Regions from separate parts of the Larimichthys crocea genome. Here region 2 is linked to region 1. The links are chromatin contacts, called in public Hi-C maps. All regions are on one chromosome and are shown on one strand. The core of a region is the stretch at or near the end of the contact, and the rest is flanking DNA. Distances in the headings are between cores, read along the strand shown. Region 1 holds the start of hoxd9a (homeobox D9a). Region 2 holds the start of hnrnpa3 (heterogeneous nuclear ribonucleoprotein A3).

What was found. A called contact is a pair of places that touch in the nucleus more often than the background predicts.
Region 2: a Hi-C map of muscle shows a contact between it and region 1, with 5 times the contacts expected there. The contact joins the promoter of hnrnpa3 here to the promoter of hoxd9a in region 1. A contact is called at or near these places in 2 of 7 Hi-C or Micro-C datasets (both in muscle).

Annotation. Positions count from the first base shown.
Region 1 is chrXVIII:15,066,871-15,071,885 of L_crocea_2.0, forward strand. hoxd9a (homeobox D9a) reads left to right here and starts at 2,586. Exons shown (of 2, transcript XM_010737773.3): 1 at 2,586-4,079; 2 at 4,582-5,015. The coding sequence starts at 3,497. The coding sequence ends at 4,826. The region is part of intron 2 of hoxd3a (homeobox D3a); the gene reads left to right. hoxd10a (homeobox D10a) reads left to right here. Exons shown (of 2, transcript XM_010737775.3): 1 at 1-187; 2 at 990-2,218. The coding sequence ends at 1,264.
Region 2 is chrXVIII:15,197,181-15,202,195 of L_crocea_2.0, forward strand. It overlaps hnrnpa3 (heterogeneous nuclear ribonucleoprotein A3), which reads left to right and starts at 2,015. Exons shown (of 11, transcript XM_027290904.1): 1 at 2,015-2,158; 2 at 2,818-2,940; 3 at 3,207-3,353; 4 at 3,430-3,640; 5 at 3,757-3,846; 6 at 3,961-4,032; 7 at 4,648-4,695; 8 at 4,831-4,971. The coding sequence starts at 2,105.

The sequences.
Region 1 (5,015 bases), core at 1,336-3,835:
TCTTCGGCGTCTTCTAATTTCGCAGAGGTGGAAAAGAAAAGTGAGGACGTCCCGCCAAACCCGGAGACCTCAAGAACACCGGTGCCCGTAGCAGAAAGCCCGGATCCAAAGTCCACCTCGTTGGAGAAAAACTGCTCCATGGAAGCGTCTGTGTCCAGTCCTGAGCTGCTCCAGAAGGAAGGGAAAGGTGGGTTGGCTACAATGAAAGCTTTTATCTTGTGGCGCTGCAGTGCTGAGAAGGCTCCAGCACCATAAAACCAAGTATAAAACACAAACAACCCTAAAGTCGTAATGTTTAATGAGAGTCTTTCTCAGGTTGCAGTAATAGGCAACAGAGAATGGTTTTACCATGCAGCATGCAGACTGTGTGTCCCTCTGTGTCCTCAGATATTTAAATTCAAATCATAAAAAAACACACTTTCAGTCTGCTGCTTTATTTTTTAGACAGAATGCACTTTTTTATTTTTTAATTTAGGGACTAAGAATTTAACTTATTTTTAATATTTGTTGCACAAATGCAAAATTGAATCCTTGCAGGATCTTTTAAAAATTGGTGCATCTGCAGGTGTGTAATGTTGGCTAGATTATTCCGTCTCTTTGACTATAATAATATAATTTACTGTGTTTGAAATTCAATTAAAAGTTCATAATTTTAACATTTGAATCAGTGTCGTTGTTGCATGTTAATCCATTTTTAAGATCTTGTGAAATTAATTGAGGGGCATAATGTTTCAAGCTGCATAAAGATGCGCTTTGATCTGCTGGGGTTTCATTTCATTTCTATTTCATTAGTGGTGGCAGGTACGTGACTAATAACACCCCCTGCGTTTTATTTATTCTGGGAAAACATTTATATTGTGTGTTATTTCCCAGAGGTGAAATCCAAAAAGCAGCAGGTGAGATATATATTTTTCTCTCTCCTGCTGCTGCTGCTGCTGCATTAATAATAATAATAAAATAAAAATCATCTGATCTGAATCTTTTCCCAGACTGCAAGAGTGATCCTCCAACGAGCAACTGGTTAACTGCAAAAAGTGGGAGAAAGAAAAGATGTCCCTACACAAAGCACCAGACCTTGGAGTTGGAAAAGGAGTTTCTGTTCAATATGTATCTGACCCGAGAGCGCCGCCTAGAGATCAGCAGGAGCGTCAACCTGACCGACAGGCAGGTCAAGATCTGGTTTCAGAACCGCAGGATGAAACTGAAGAAAATGAGCAGGGAAAACCGCATCCGTGAACTGACCTCAAATCTCACCTTTTCGTGAGCTTGCATGCAATCTGTGGTTAGCTGTCCTCTCTCTCTCTCTCTCTCTCTCTCTCTCTCTCTCTCTCATATTCAGTTTGATGCTTTAGTGGCATTGGACGTTTATCTTCAATTTCAACGAAACTGTGACTATATATATGCCAATTTTAGTACTTTGTGTGGCGTCGTGTATTTGTTTTTATTTCATCACAGGGTAACACTTTTTTTGGTCTTAAATTATTGGAGAAGTCGATTTCTTCCTTCTGCCAGTAGACATGGATTAATTCTATTGTGTCACGATGGCGAGCTGTTGTTTTCTTTCTTTTCTCGGAAAGAGTTACTCTATTTCAGTCATGAAAGCACATTTATTGTCGTGTATAGTGCAACATTTGTTTTTACAAGTAAGTGCAAGCCATTTGCCCAGTAGTGAAATGTTTCTATGAGCCTCTAAAGTGACGGGAAACGATGTTAATCTGTGAATTTATTGCATGTTTGTGGCATGTTATCTTGCAATAAATTGTCAAATAATCTCGTTTTTGTATTTGTTGTTGTGTGTCGTGCAAAAATAACTCCAAATGTGCGGCGTTGTCTGAGATTGACGCAAGTGCGCAATTGTGCGTAAAATGGTTACGAGGAGGGGAAATAAGTGCAAGTAAAGAAAACGCCACACCAAAGATGTTTAGGACATGTGTTTGTCGTTTTGCTAAATGTTTATTCATCTGAGGAAAGAGGCCTAAATTCTCGATTTGTTTGTGGGCTCCCAGCAGATTGAATGTGTGCGGTTTTGAATCGTATAACAGGCCTGTTAACCTGTTATTACGCAGCTTTTAAAGAGCCACATCCACGGAGACAAAATCACACACACGCTCTGATAGTTGTGAAAATAATACACCAAAAAGACTTTACGCACGTGTCCAAATATAAAAAAAAAGAAATATTCCAGCCTCTTCTTTGTGTATCATTTTATGTGTGTGTGTGTGTGTGTATGTGAGTGTGTGTGTGTGTGTGTGTGTGTGTGTGTGTGCAGCAGAGAGGCGTGAGTTGTTGTAATCAAATAAACATGGTGTTGCTTTTTTTTTAAAATTTCAGGCCTGTTTGTGACTAAACTAAGAGTCTATGAGACGGCGGGGGTGTAAGTTATGTTCAAGAACAAATTCACAGCCAACATTCAGATCTTCTTCCTTCCTTCCCGAGCGACACAGGCCACGTTGCATTTCTCTCCCCACACACACACACACACACACACACACACACTTCAAAAATAACTTCATATTTTGTGATTAGGATTAAAAACGTCAGTGTGATGTGCAGCTTTGCAACAAGATTGGACCTGAACCCATCTCTCTCACTATCTTTCCCTCTGTCTGCAAAAATGTGTCTTTTATTCTCTAGACTTGAAGGTCAACACGCTCTCCTTCAAAATAAAATCAAAGATCACGTTTAGGACAATTAAAAATCTGTATTGGATTTAAATTACAGCAGCACCAGGATGGATTTTTTGCCTCTCCAAAGTCTCTCTCTCTCTTTTTTTTTCTTTTTTTTTATTGACGGCATGTATAATCACACGCACCTCATAAAACATTTATTGATACATAAAGACATTATTACCCTCCTTTGAATGAATACAATAATTTCACACAACTGCCGTTTCCGGCTTTAAAGCTTTTAAAAAATTCAAACCAACCCTTAGAAAATATGTTTCCTCGCCGAATATTAACAATGGATTCGCCGCATTGTTGAACGGAAATGGCGTCTGTTATTTTACAACATGTTATTACATCTATTTTACGAGGACTCCGTAAGTCTATAAACCATTTTACTAGCATTGAGGGGTATCAGGACGATATTATAGGAGTTTTCTCAAACGTTAAGATGCACTGAATCCTCTGTGTGTGTGTGTGTGTGTGGAAAAGTGTCTTATTCCTTCATTTGCTGTATTGTTGTAACGTCCTGCAGAACAGCCGCACATGAGAAACCCAGAATAGAAATAAACATTTGAGCGACTGTTTTCTCCCTGCAGTCACATCTGACGGGGCTTTTTATTATTTGCGAAATGAAAAGCTGAATTAAACTTGACGAGAAGAAAAAAAAAGAAAGAGAGAGAGAGAGAGAGCAAGGGCAGGATTGATTTACTCGCTGTATTGGTAAATATGACCACGTGATCCATGTAACCAATCCCTGTAGATGCAGGCCAGCAAAAATACTATGATTGTTCATAGAGGGAAGCTTCCCGTAACAGTGCAACCCTTATTATATGAGTAGGAAGAGATCAAAAATGTCTTCCAGTGGCACTCTCAGTAACTGCTATGTGGACGCTATAATGGGGCAGGAGCCGGAGGATGTGTACGGTGCTCGTTTTATTCAGGCTCCACACATGGTGACCCCGAGGCCGTCAGGTGCTGGGGACAGCGCAGACTTCTCCTCTTGCAATTTTGCGCCAAAGTCCGCCGCCGTTTTCTCGTCTTCTTGGTCTTCGGTTCACCCGCAGGGGATTTATCATCCATACGTGCACCACCACCACCACCACCACCAGTCCCATCTCCCCGCTTCGGACGGCAGATATGTAGGCGTCCGATCCTGGATGGACCCCATCTCCAACCACGTTTCGTTTGCCGGAATTCACCCAAGCAGTCGGCAGTACGGGACAAAGCCGGAGGTTTTGCCACCGAAAGCTGCGGAGTGTGACACGTTGGAGGCAGAGGCTCGAGGTCCGCTCGCCGGTGAATACGCGTGTGGAGTATCGGAGTGTCCAGAAAAAGCGACCAAAGAGCACAGTGGAAGTGAGCTTTCGAGCCACAGCGAGCCCAAAGAGGAGAAACAACAACAACTTGACCCAAGTAAGTAAAAGAAATAGCCGGTCCTGATTTACAACCCTAAGAACTGTATGAGCTGGGTGTGTAAAACTGGAGGTTTTACTAACCTATAAAAGTGTCTCGTACTATACCGAGGCTCGGGAAGGGGAAAAAACCCGCCCTGCAAGGGTTATTACAGGGGATCCTGAAGTTTTTCATGTCACAGGACACCCGAAATAGATACACATTGCTGCGTGTCGATGAGATTTTAACCTGAGTTAAACTTTAAGGAGAGATATAGGCCTGATTCATGTTGTTCTGTTTGTTGGAACCTATCAGGAATACGTGTCATCCAAACAGTCATTTTTACGCATTGTCTGTCAAATGAAACAATTTCACATTTTGATCTCCTGCCAGTCTCTTCCACCAAATATAAGAAGCATTAAGTGATGTATTTGATGTTTGAAATATTATTATTAATTATAATAATAATAAAAAACACTCATCACATGTGTCTGCCCTTGTTTTTTTTGTTGTTTTTTTCCAGACAACCCCGCAGCAAACTGGATTCACGCACGCTCAACAAGAAAGAAGCGATGCCCGTACACAAAATATCAGACTTTAGAGCTGGAGAAGGAGTTCCTCTACAACATGTATTTGACAAGAGACCGACGCTATGAAGTCGCCCGCATACTCAGTTTAACCGAGAGACAAGTGAAGATCTGGTTCCAGAACAGGAGGATGAAAATGAAGAAGATGAACAGAGAGAGGAGCGGCAAGGAGCACTTATGAAAAAAGAAAAAGAAAGAAAATCACTGCTGCCATTTCACACATTTAATGTTTGTACCAAGGAAAGCCATCTGAACAATTACATTTATTTTGGTAGGAGCCTTGTTATTATTATTTAGACCCTCTGAGGTAGCCTAACATGTCGTGTGAGTGTCATTAGGCGTTGGCATCGAAATCACATGCGCAGAGGAC
Region 2 (5,015 bases), core at 765-3,264, 130 kb after region 1:
ATGACACTTTTACATGACACATATCCTATTAACTGATACATCCAAATAAATCATTTTAAATGCATCAATGTGTTTGTGTCTTTTACTGTAAGGGTTACTTTTAGTCTTTCGTCACACTGGCTCTCCGGCTGGCTCAAATATTAATGTTTTATAGCCGATATTCACTTTTAGATTTGAATTTTTATCTTGACAGTAACCTGCACAAAGATGATTTAGAGTGAATTAGGCCTTTTTGTGCACCTTTATTGGAAACATCCTTCTGCTTCCGTTCTTCGATTACAAAACCACAAACGGTTACAAAACAGGAACATTCGCCACTTGACTAAAGGATCAGTTGCTTAGCAACACGAACATGATGTGAACAACTGAAGTTCAGAAAATGACCATCATGTTGAAGTTACACTAACAGCAATAACTGAAGCTTCAGTCAAGTTTCAGGCTTCAGGTTTATTTGTCGTGTGCAGGTTAACACAGTGTCAACAGTACAGTGATATGTGTGTTGGAAAAGAGGAGCTGGTCAGCTCAGCAACAGCACTACACATGAGAAAGTAATATATAATACTATATAATATTCTATAATAAATATAGAAGATCTAAATAATAGTACAAAATATACTTAAATAGAAAAATAAAAAGTATACTAAGACTGAAACATGAAAGGTGGGTGCAAGTGCTCCATATGTATAAACAAGTATTGAAATGTCACTGTAAAAAAAGGTATGACATAATATATAAACAGGATATACAAAAGTAATTAAAATGTTGATAGTAGGAGTAAAGTGACATGAGTCATAGGGTATTTCAGGGGTATAGTACCTCAAGGTGTTTTTCCCCAACTGTATTTATTTTCTTCTTGTAAACTCACAGCACTACAGCACCTGTCTATTTTTTCAAGTATTTTCAAGCTTTATTTGATAGAGACAGCTGACGAGTGATAGGAATGCAGGGAGAGAGAGAGAGAGAGAGATTTGGAATGACATGCAGGTTGGATTCAAACCCTGGGCCACCAGGACAAGGCCTGGCCCTTTATACAACTCTTACAGTAGATGTCTTTTAAATTAAATGTTAAAAAATCTTATTCAGTGTGAGGAGGAACCCAGAGAAGTTTTTCTTGTCCTTACTACCATCACTACATCGGTTTCACTAGTATGTCAGTATATAACCTGCTCCCCTTTACTGTTTTGTCTACTTCTATGATTTTGACTATTTGGGACCTTATACAGCATTTGATTGTATTTTATTTTGCTTTTCAGATGTAAACGAAGGTGAACTCATGCAATCTTATTTTTTTTTTACTGTACAAGGGTTGAGGGTGGGAGTTGATGAGGGGTTTCTGATTTTGTATGCCTGTTCCTTTTGTGTGTCTTGTTTGTGAAAGTACTCATATAAAAATATATTTAAATAAAAAGATGATATATACCTGACGATATAAAGAGCTGCAGCTCCATCAGTACATTTAAAACCAAATGAAAAAGTCTGCTAAAGGATACTCGGCTCTGTAGCCACTGACATTATGGGTGTATGTTATGTGCTATTGTGTGTAACTTTGTATTTTGTATTGTGTCCTCTGTGTTTTTTTGTTTTTGTTTTGCTTTGTAGTGTTTGTTATTGTGCTGTAATATGTTTTAATTGTGTCTGCCGAAGGGACTGCTGATGAAAAGTAGCTGTAATTAAATAATTTCCTCCTGGGATTATTAAAGTATTTCTGATTCTGATTCTGAGGGTAATGCAGTACATCAAATGTAATCATTTATGTTTATGTTTAACACTGTACATGGTCCCATTAAATAAAGAAATAATGTTGCAGTCATTGTGGACTGAGGTCTGCTCAAACAACACAGCAGCTGAATGAGGATTAAGTGTTTTCCTCTTTAACCACTGGATGGCGCAAAGTTTCTTTTTGTTTACGTTGCACAGATGGCAAATTAAAAAAAAGGGACAAAGTTGAAGTCAGATAATTAATTTAACACACACACACACACACACACACACACACACACACATATTAGTGTCGGTGTGTTTGCATGGAGCACAGCGGTGTTTGGTGTCTCACGGATGGATCCTTTAAAGCTTCTGTCCCCGGGACGGACTGACAGCGGGACCGATGTCGTCATCACGTGATCCCAGATCTGCTCCAAGTCACATCTGCAAAATGGAGGTGAGCTGCTCGCAGTTTGGTTTTTGTTTTGTCTTTTTCCCCTCTTCACAAATTAAACACAGCTTATCTGTACAAATGCAATAAACCCAAATCCAGGCTTTAACCTCGCTGAGCAGCTGCTCGGTGTTTGCTTCTTTTATTCAGCCCGGCGGCTAACGGTGCAGCTAGGCTAATGGCGGTCAAAGCTACAACTAACATAGGTGGTGTTAATGTTGGAGAGGCTGCCAACGAGTTAAATGTTAAAGAAACCGTGTGCTTTGTGTGTTTGTAACCCGCCTTTCTCTCTATAGCTGATAAAATGTTACAATATTCAACCTGCGGCATCACTGCATGCAGCTAACGCCAGCTGCTAAAGGCTGTTTCATCCTGCATGGAGGATTACAGGCCTTTTTTCTGATATATAATACAGATAATATCTTGTTTGTCCTTTTTATATGGTTTTAAATTGACTGTCTTGTTATATGCATGACATTGTAGTACCGTTAGCTGTGTGTCGTCATAACACTGTCAATAATCAGGGTGTAGCTGCAGGTATTTGTGTGCACAAGCATTTTTTTAAACTACAGTAATGTTATGTAACCATGCAGTGTGTCTGTATATCAGCCACAGCTGCAATGCATGTTTACTCACTTGTTGTTATGTTGTTTTTTTTACAACAGGACCATGATGCTAAAGAGCCCGAGCAGCTCAGGAAGCTGTTTATTGGAGGTCTGAGCTTCGAAACCACAGAGGAGAGTTTACGGGCACATTTTGAACAATGGGGAAGTCTCACAGACTGTGTGGTACGTATTGTTCTTATCGTAAAAGATGAATGAATCAAATCGGATTTTATTTTTATAGCCCAAAAGTCACAAAGTACATTTGCCTCGGAGGGCTTTACAATCTGTAAAAGGTGGAAGAAACCTCAGGAAGAGCCACAGATCCCTCTCCCAGGACGGACAGACGTGCAATAGATGTCACGTGTACAGGACAAATCAACAATGGTCTCAGATAACAGATAATGTTTTTAAAATGCTCTCTTCGTCATCTTTTTATTGTTGTTTTCCAGGTGATGCGAGACCCCAACACCAAGCGTTCAAGAGGGTTCGGCTTTGTGACGTACGCCGCTGTAAACGAAGTCGACGAGGCCATGAAAGCAAGGCCTCACAAAGTAGACGGACGAGTCGTCGAGCCCAAGAGGGCTGTGTCCAGAGAGGTAAAGGAAATCCCACGCTCGATGATAGATTGTGTTATTGTGTGTGTGCTCATTGATATTTTTTATTTCTTTCCAGGACTCCAATAAACCCGGCGCCCATCTGACAGTGAAGAAGATCTTTGTCGGCGGCATCAAGGAGGACACGGAGGAGTACCACATCCGGGAGTATTTTGAGAAGTATGGAAAGATTGAATGCATTGACATCATGGAAGAACGCTCCACTGGGAAGAAGAGGGGATTCTGCTTTGTGTCTTTTGATGACCATGATACTGTAGACAAAATTGTTGGTATGTGTTTTAGGTTTTAGTCTTATTTTTAGGGTTGACCAGGAGAATTGTGAGTAAACATCAAACAGTGGAATAAATGTATTGTTTTTCTCTTTTTTTTCCTGTTTTGCTTACAGCCCAGAAATTCCACACAATCAACTTCCACAATTGTGAGGTCAGGAAAGCGCTCTCCAAACAGGAAATGAGCGCTATATCCACTAACAGGGGTAAGAAATGATCAAATAGAGAATAAAGTTACACATTGTTGGCCGATTAGTGTACACACTGCAGTACATTGCTGCTTTTAAACATCTCTAAAATGACACTTTTATTCATATCAGGCAGAAGCGGTGGATCTGGAAACTTCATGGGAAGAGGTAGCAATTACGGAGGTGGTGGAAACTTTGGCCGAGGTGAGTAGTTTTTGTGTACCAGTAGAAAATGCCTCCAGTGTTAACCACATTATAGTGATGTTTATGTGTCAATGGTAATTTCCAGACCAACTGGAAAAAAGTAAAACTGTTGTTTCTGTTTTAATCGGTTGGCAAACAACTATGTGGTGCTTTGCCAATACCATTTGGTAAAACCGGTTACCCAGCTTGGTCAGGTCATTTATTTTGTGTTGTAGCTCGGCACTCTTTTGACAGTACAGTCAGTGAAAAACGGTGTTGACAGCGGTTCGTAAAAATACCACTTAACAAAGTTAACCTTTCAGTTAAGTTAACAAAGATTGACAGTAGTCCGATAACTCAGACATGACATGAGGCGATACATGGCTCAGGTCAGAGGGGGCAGAAATGGATCTTTTTAACAAGGCTGCAGTGCTGGCAAGGCTCTAACTTTCATTTACTTCAGAGTCCATTCTTTGAAATGCTGCCACAGTGTGGACAACAGTTCAAAGCAGGGAGAGATTATTTTTCAGATGTACTTAAGTTAGTGTGGATGTGGTCTCATCTGTGACAAGGCTTCAAATTGGTTGCAGTTTTAGTAAATAATATATTCTACCCTTGTTTCTGTTTTGTTTTTAGGTGGCTATGGTGGAGGACGAGGTGGTTATGGCGACGATTTTGACAATGGTGAGTACTTTTAAGAAGTGTACGAAGTCCTATGGTTGTGTATTGAGTTTAATATCTCTCCTACTAACACATTATTTGTCTTTAGAAAGTGTTTCACAACCATGTTACGTTAATACCTCATGTCACTGTTAATAGGCCCAGGAGGAAATTATGGTGGAGGACCAGGTTATGGTGGTGGCCGAGGGGGCTATGGAGGTGGTGGTGGTCCAGGGTATGGCAACCAGGGTGGTGGATTTGGTGGCAACTGCGATGGCGGTTATGGAGGAAATGATGGAGGTAAAAAAACAACTGAATTTTGACTGTGAAGTGCTAGATGTAAA